Regions from separate parts of the Mus musculus genome. Here region 2 is linked to region 1. The links are chromatin contacts, called in public HiChIP or PLAC-seq maps. All regions are on one chromosome and are shown on one strand. Each heading gives the region's core, a stretch centred on a gene start, on an enhancer-like site or on the middle of the called end of the contact. The rest is flanking DNA. Distances are from core to core; before and after follow the strand shown. Region 1 holds the start of Snrpc (U1 small nuclear ribonucleoprotein C). Region 2 holds the start of Armc12 (armadillo repeat containing 12).

Region 1 (2,968 bases), core at 325-2,824:
ATAAGGACCAAAGTTATCTGAAGGTGACAATGAAAATCACTGCTTTCAAGTGATATCACATTTGAATTGAATTTTGCAAACCAGCCTAGGGATAGTAACTTTTCTGACTCTCTCTCTCTCTCTCTCTCTCTCTCTCTCCCTGCCCCCCCAAGTGTGTGTGTGTGTGTGTGTGTGTGTGTGAGAGAGAGAGAGAGAGAGAGAGACAGCAGTATGACTCCTCCCTCCTCTCTCATTCTTTGGAGTTCAAGTTAAAAGGCAATCCACTTTGTTTGAGAGAACAGACTCTAAGTTTGACCTGTTAGTTGGCAATGTACTGCTAACAACGTCTATAGAATCACTACCATTTATGGTGGCCTAAGTGCATAGACCTTTCGCTAAATGCCCTATGAGCTTTACATTTAAATTTTTTTTATATTTTGTTTTATTTTAGACAAGGTTTCCCTGTGTAGCCCTGGCTGTCCTGGAACTCACTCTGTAGACCAGGCTGGCCTTGAACTCAGAAATCTGCCTGCCTCTGCCTCCCAAGTGCTGGGATTAAAGGCGTGCGCCACCACTGCCCGGCTTAAATTCATTTTTGTATTATTGTATGTATATGGGTGTTTAGTTTGTAAGTGCACCATGTATGTGCCTAGTGCTGGGAGTGGATTAAAAAAGATCCATCAGACACCCTGAGACTTGAGCTGCAGACAGGTGGGAGTCACCACGGGGGAGTGTTGGTGATCGAACTTAGATTGTTCCAAGAGCAACAAATGCTTAATCGCTACACCAATTCTCCAGCTACTTTCCAGCATTTTTACATTTGATTCTTCCTTAAACTGCACAAGTTATTACCTTTACTTTTCAGATAAGGAAACTGAAGCTCAGAGAGAGTAAATTGCACAGCTAGGAAGGAAGCAGGGAGACAGGGTTTAAAACTTGAGACCCGCCCCACTCACCCAGGAGTGTGTCCCTACAATTCACGTCTGTCTTAATTGCTCAAATACAATGATCAATTTCTCAGTGATCGTCTTCTACATTTTCTTTGTCTTCCTTGATGTTCAGCTGCGCTCTTCCCCGCTTCATTTCCCCAGCATAGGACTTTGATCCCTCAGCCACTGATCGATTTCAGCTTACTGCTAATCAGGTCTTGGAGAATGAGAACTTTTACCTGATTTGGTTCTGCCTTTTTCACTTCTCATTTACAGAAGAGCTGGGTACATACTAGAGCAGTGGTCGTGACACCTTTTGCGGGTCGAACAACCCGTTCACAGGTTTCTCCTAAGACCATCAGAAAACACCGATAATTTGCATTACTAGTCATACGAGTGGCAAAATTACAGTTATGAAATAGCGACAAGAATAATTTCTGGTTGGGGGGGTCACCACAATTTGAGAAGCTGGATTAATGATTCGCAGCGTAGGAACTGCTGACTCAGGGTTTTGGAACCTTTTGTTGATAGTACTAAATTACGCACTTCCTAGACGGAGTAACTAATCCTGAATAAGTGAGCGCGGATTGAACCTCAGAGGCACCCACAGCATCCGTAGGGCAGAGGCCGGAAGCGGAAGTCCTACCCCTCCTGTCTGCATCCTTTGCTCGCGTCGGCGCAGCCTGTGTGCGTCAGTTCCTGGCGGCGGGGATCGGGGTAGCCAACGGCTTGTGGAGCATCATGCCCAAGTGAGTGTGGCCCTGGGAGCAAGCGGACTTGCGGTGGTCAGTTGGGTCCTGGTGAAGGTGCAGGGCGGCGGCCTCGGGTTCTGGACGTTCCGAGGGGAAGGCGAGCCCCTCCGAGGGATGGCGGGTGGAGACCCAGGCTCTCCGGCCATCCTGGCAGAGTGGGCGCGGACCCTCGCTCAGAAGCCTCGCATTCTGTCAGGACGCTTTGTTTGACTTACAATCCGAGGAAGTTGGGTTTTGGGTCTGTTTGTTTGGACAGCTGTTAATTGCTGACGTTTTCTTTTGTCATTTCAGGTTTTATTGTGACTACTGTGATACGTATCTTACCCACGATTCTGTAAGTGGCGGGTCTTTTTTATAATCCTAAAACGCCTTGTATGCAAAATTCTTTTTCTTTAGGTCCAGGTGTGTGCATTACAGTCTCCTGGAAATTTTATGACAACCTTTCTTAGAAAGTAATTAGGAAGCGGGTGTTTTTTCCCACCCTTTTTGTGAGGTCTTTGCAATTTGAAGGTATTTGCAGAATGATAAAACTTTAAGCAAGCTTGAAGATGGAAAGCATTTGCGTATACAGAAACTGCATGTACCTGTAATGTCAATACTTGAGAGGCTGAGCCAGGAAGATGGCAAATTCCAGGTCAGTTAAGGATACATATTGAGACCTTGTCAAAATAACTCGCCCCACCCTCCAAAAAAAGCCCAACAAAACAAAAAACAAACAAACCAGGAGTGTGTTCCTACAAACTTGCAGATTTGATTATGTCACATTATTCAAATGCCTGGTTAAAATGGAAAGAAATGTCTTAGTGTACAGCTCCATTCTCAGCTCCTGTGAGAACCTCATTAACTATTGATCATCAGGAGGAATAACTGAGATATGTGATTAGTGTTGCCCCGTGTGTAGCAGCCACAAGGCCCAGCAACAAAGTTAGGGCCTGGCGCCTGTCTTCCTAGTACACTGAGATGGAGCATTGCTGTGAGTTTAAGGCTATGGTGGGAGACCCTACCTCAAAAAAAAGCAAATCAAAACAACCTTTAGCAACAACAAAATTTGGTTTTTATGGTTTTAATAGTTTTAAATAATCTATTTATCTGCCCCCCCCCCCCCCAATCTCCTGAGGAAACAAGACAGATCTTCTGGAATAATTTGTAAACCAGGCTGACTTCGAACTCACAGAGAGCTGCTTGCTTTCTGCCTTCTGAGTGCACGGAGTAAAGTTATGTGCCACCACTTCCTTGGCTTATTTATTTTTGGAAAGGGTTTCATTATGTAGCCCTGGGTGGCCTAGAACTTATGTAGAACAGGCTGTC
Region 2 (2,968 bases), core at 129-2,628, 690 kb after region 1:
CACAATAGACACAATCTCTTGTATGCCGCTTGTTGGTTATGCAGGGTGACCTTGTGTTATTCCCTGGCTCCCAATTGCCAGGATACCTCTAGCAGCAACTCTAACATTTTCATGGGAGCAGAGCTTTTTCTGGGATCTCCCCCTACCTGAGCAGGGCTGTAACACTTTTGTTGGAGAAACCTTCCCCTGCACAGTCCATTTCCGTAGCGGAAGCCTTTTCCTTCTGAGCCGCAACACTTAGATCCACAACCATACAGGAGCTGGGCGGTGGTGATGCATACCAGTAACCTGCCAGCCACTAGGGAGGTAGAGGCAGGAAGATCAATCAAGGTTATTCTTTTTTTTTGGGGGGGGGGGTCCGAGACAGGGTTTCTCTATGTAGCCCTGGCTGTCCTGGAACTCACTTTGTAGACCAGGCTGGCCTCGAGAACTCATAAATCCACCTGCCTCTGACTCCCGAGTGCTGGGATTAAAGGCGTGCGCCACCACGCCCGGCTCCTGGAAAGGTTATTCTTAACAATATAGTAAGAGCCTGAATTAGGTGATATTTCAAAAACTACAGAGAGGAGGTAGAGAGAGGGCACCACACAGCTAGGTGCTCTTGCTCTTCCTGATGACCCAAGGTTGGTTACTGGCACACACCTGGCTCAGCTCACCACTGTCTGCAACTCCAGTTCTAGTGGGTCCAACACTTTCTTCTGCACGCCTTGGGTATCCACGTGCATGTGACTTTGACACACCTCAATGTAAAAAACCAGGTGTGGTGATGCACACCTTTAACCCAGCAAGGGTTAGGCAGAAGCAGGCAGATTTCTCAGATCTAGGCCAGCCAGGGTTACATAGTGAGGGTTACACTGTTTATAAACAAACAAATATAAGGGGCTGGAGAGAGAGATGGCTTAGCCGGTTAAGAGCGCTGGCTGCTCTTCCAGAGGTCCTGAGTTCAATTCCCAGCAACCACATGGTGGCTCACAGCCATCTGTAATGGGATCTGGTGCCCTCTTCTGGTATGCCTGAAGACAGCTACAGTGTACTTATATACATAAATAAATAAATCTTTAAAAAAAAACCAGAAAGAAAAAAATAAACAAATAGATGACAAAACCCCATAAAGCTCCGAAGAGATGAGCCTTTCCACGCTAGGCAAGCGGTGCCTCTGAGCCCCACTCCCTCCCTCCCTTCTACCCCTAGAGTCTCTGACTTCTTCTTCTCAGCCTCCTAAAGTAGCACCTTCCCTCCTCTGAACCACTCTGAGGCCTCCTGGACCCCGTCATCTCCTAAGTGTCCTTTGTTGCCTAGTGCTGATTCTAGTACCCTGGTTCTGGGCCCTGCCAGGGTTCTGGTTCTAGAATGTTCTCTCCAGGCCTAGCTCCTACCTAGCCACAAGGCAGCACGGAAGACATGGGCAAGACCATTCCCCGGTTCCTGGAGCAACTGGACCTCATCAAAAGCTTCGTGGGCCTGGCTACAGGCGCCGGGGCCTTATACCTGCTGTACAAGGCCGTCAGGACTGGCTTAAAATGTCATCCGCCACTCTGCTCCAACTCGCCGATCTGCATTGCCCGTAAGTGTCCAGGTCCTGGGGAGAGGGCTCTGCCCCAGGAAGCCTCCCTAAGGCCTCCCCTGGGGGGTGGGGGCAAAGGTGACTCTTTCAAGCTCCTCTTTCCTCCTTCCTTCTTTCTCTCCTCCGGTCTGTCTCAGTTCCCCTCCTCCTTCCCAGCACCTGAGGCAAGGCTCTGCTATAGAAGCTAGTTTGGGAGTCTCTGGGTAGCAGGTTTCATAGAGCCAAGTCTCCAGCCAGGAACCATCAGCTTGGCTTTCTCTGTTCTATGTATTGGAAATGGAAATCAAGAGCTTTTTATCTGTCCTGCTCTTGCCTAGGATCTGAAGATACTGAAGGGAAGAAAAGTTGAGACACCTTTTGCCCAGAGTTTCCAACTAGGTCGTGGGGGACTTTATTTGATGTGTTTGGGTGTTTTGCCTGTGTGTGTGTGTGTGTGTGTGTGTGTGTGTGTGTGTGTGTGTGCAGTGCCCACAGAGGCTAGAAGAGAGCATTGGATCCCCAGACTGAAGAAACAGATGTTTGTCAGTCACCATCTGGCTGCTAGAAATCGAACTCAGGTCCTCTGGAAGAACAGTCAGTGTCCTTAACCACTGAGTCATCTCTCTACTCTCCCTAGGGTACTTTTGTGCCATCAGGAAAAGGGTCAGTAATTTGAGATTGTTGGTGAAAGCAGAACCCTACTTGTTGGCGCTACACACCAGGAAAGTTGTCATTGTGGACAAACGAGTGCCTGACAGGGCAGATGGCACATTATTAGATTAGGTTCTTGGTGCGGTGCACAGTTGGTGTTGCAGCAGTCTGTGAAGCGTGAAGCGCTAGGCACAGCCTTTGCCCTCAGCTCCCTCCTTCCCTCTCCCCCACTTCCCAGCCCCTTGCTTTTCCTAATTCTAAGTCCGTATCCCTAACTGTGGACTGGGGTGCTTTCTAGGCCTGGCCATCGAGAGAGAGCGCCACGGGCGGGACTCCGGTGAGATTCGAAGACTTCTCAACTCTCTAGACTGCAAACAGGATGAGTATACCAGGAGCATGATCCTTCATAACATCACCCGCTGCGTGTACTTGCTGGAGGCTGAGGTGGGCGGGGCCGGGCAGGGCGGGGCGGGGCGGAGCTTAGCCGGGCCCTCCCAGTCAGTCTGGTCCTTGGCTTGTAGCTCACCCGTAACCTCAGGCAGCGTCCTCAGACCTGTCCCTCTGATTGCTAGCATCAAAGAAAAGAAGGCCTCAGAGACTTGGGGGACAGTGCAGGCCAAGACACCCGCTTCTCCCGTCTCCCCCACCTCTCCTCACACACTGTAGGCCTCTTCTTGTACTATGGATGACATCGACTTGGTGGCTGACATGCTAGATGAGAAGGACAACAGTGTAAAAATCCAAGCTCTGAATGCACTTAAAGCTTTCTCTGGC

Evidence for each region. HiChIP or PLAC-seq counts read pairs in DNA pulled down with a chosen protein or histone mark.
Region 2: an H3K27ac HiChIP or PLAC-seq map of embryonic stem cells shows a contact between it and region 1, with 5 times the contacts expected there. The contact joins the promoter of Armc12 here to the promoter of Snrpc in region 1. A contact is called at or near these places in 1 of 484 Hi-C or Micro-C datasets (CD4 T cells), 2 of 115 datasets of contacts at active chromatin or transcription factors (embryonic stem cells and microglia) and 1 of 9 other capture datasets (liver).

What each region holds. Positions count from the first base shown.
Region 1 is chr17:27,838,513-27,841,480 of GRCm38.p6, forward strand. It overlaps Snrpc (U1 small nuclear ribonucleoprotein C), which reads left to right and starts at 1,575. Exons shown (of 6, transcript NM_011432.2): 1 at 1,575-1,657; 2 at 1,952-1,994. The coding sequence starts at 1,650.
Region 2 is chr17:28,529,483-28,532,450 of GRCm38.p6, forward strand. It overlaps Armc12 (armadillo repeat containing 12), which reads left to right and starts at 1,379. Exons shown (of 6, transcript NM_026290.3): 1 at 1,379-1,564; 2 at 2,493-2,638; 3 at 2,861-2,968. The coding sequence starts at 1,402. Gm41506 (a long non-coding RNA gene) reads right to left here. Exons shown (of 3, transcript XR_003952333.1): 2 at 147-298.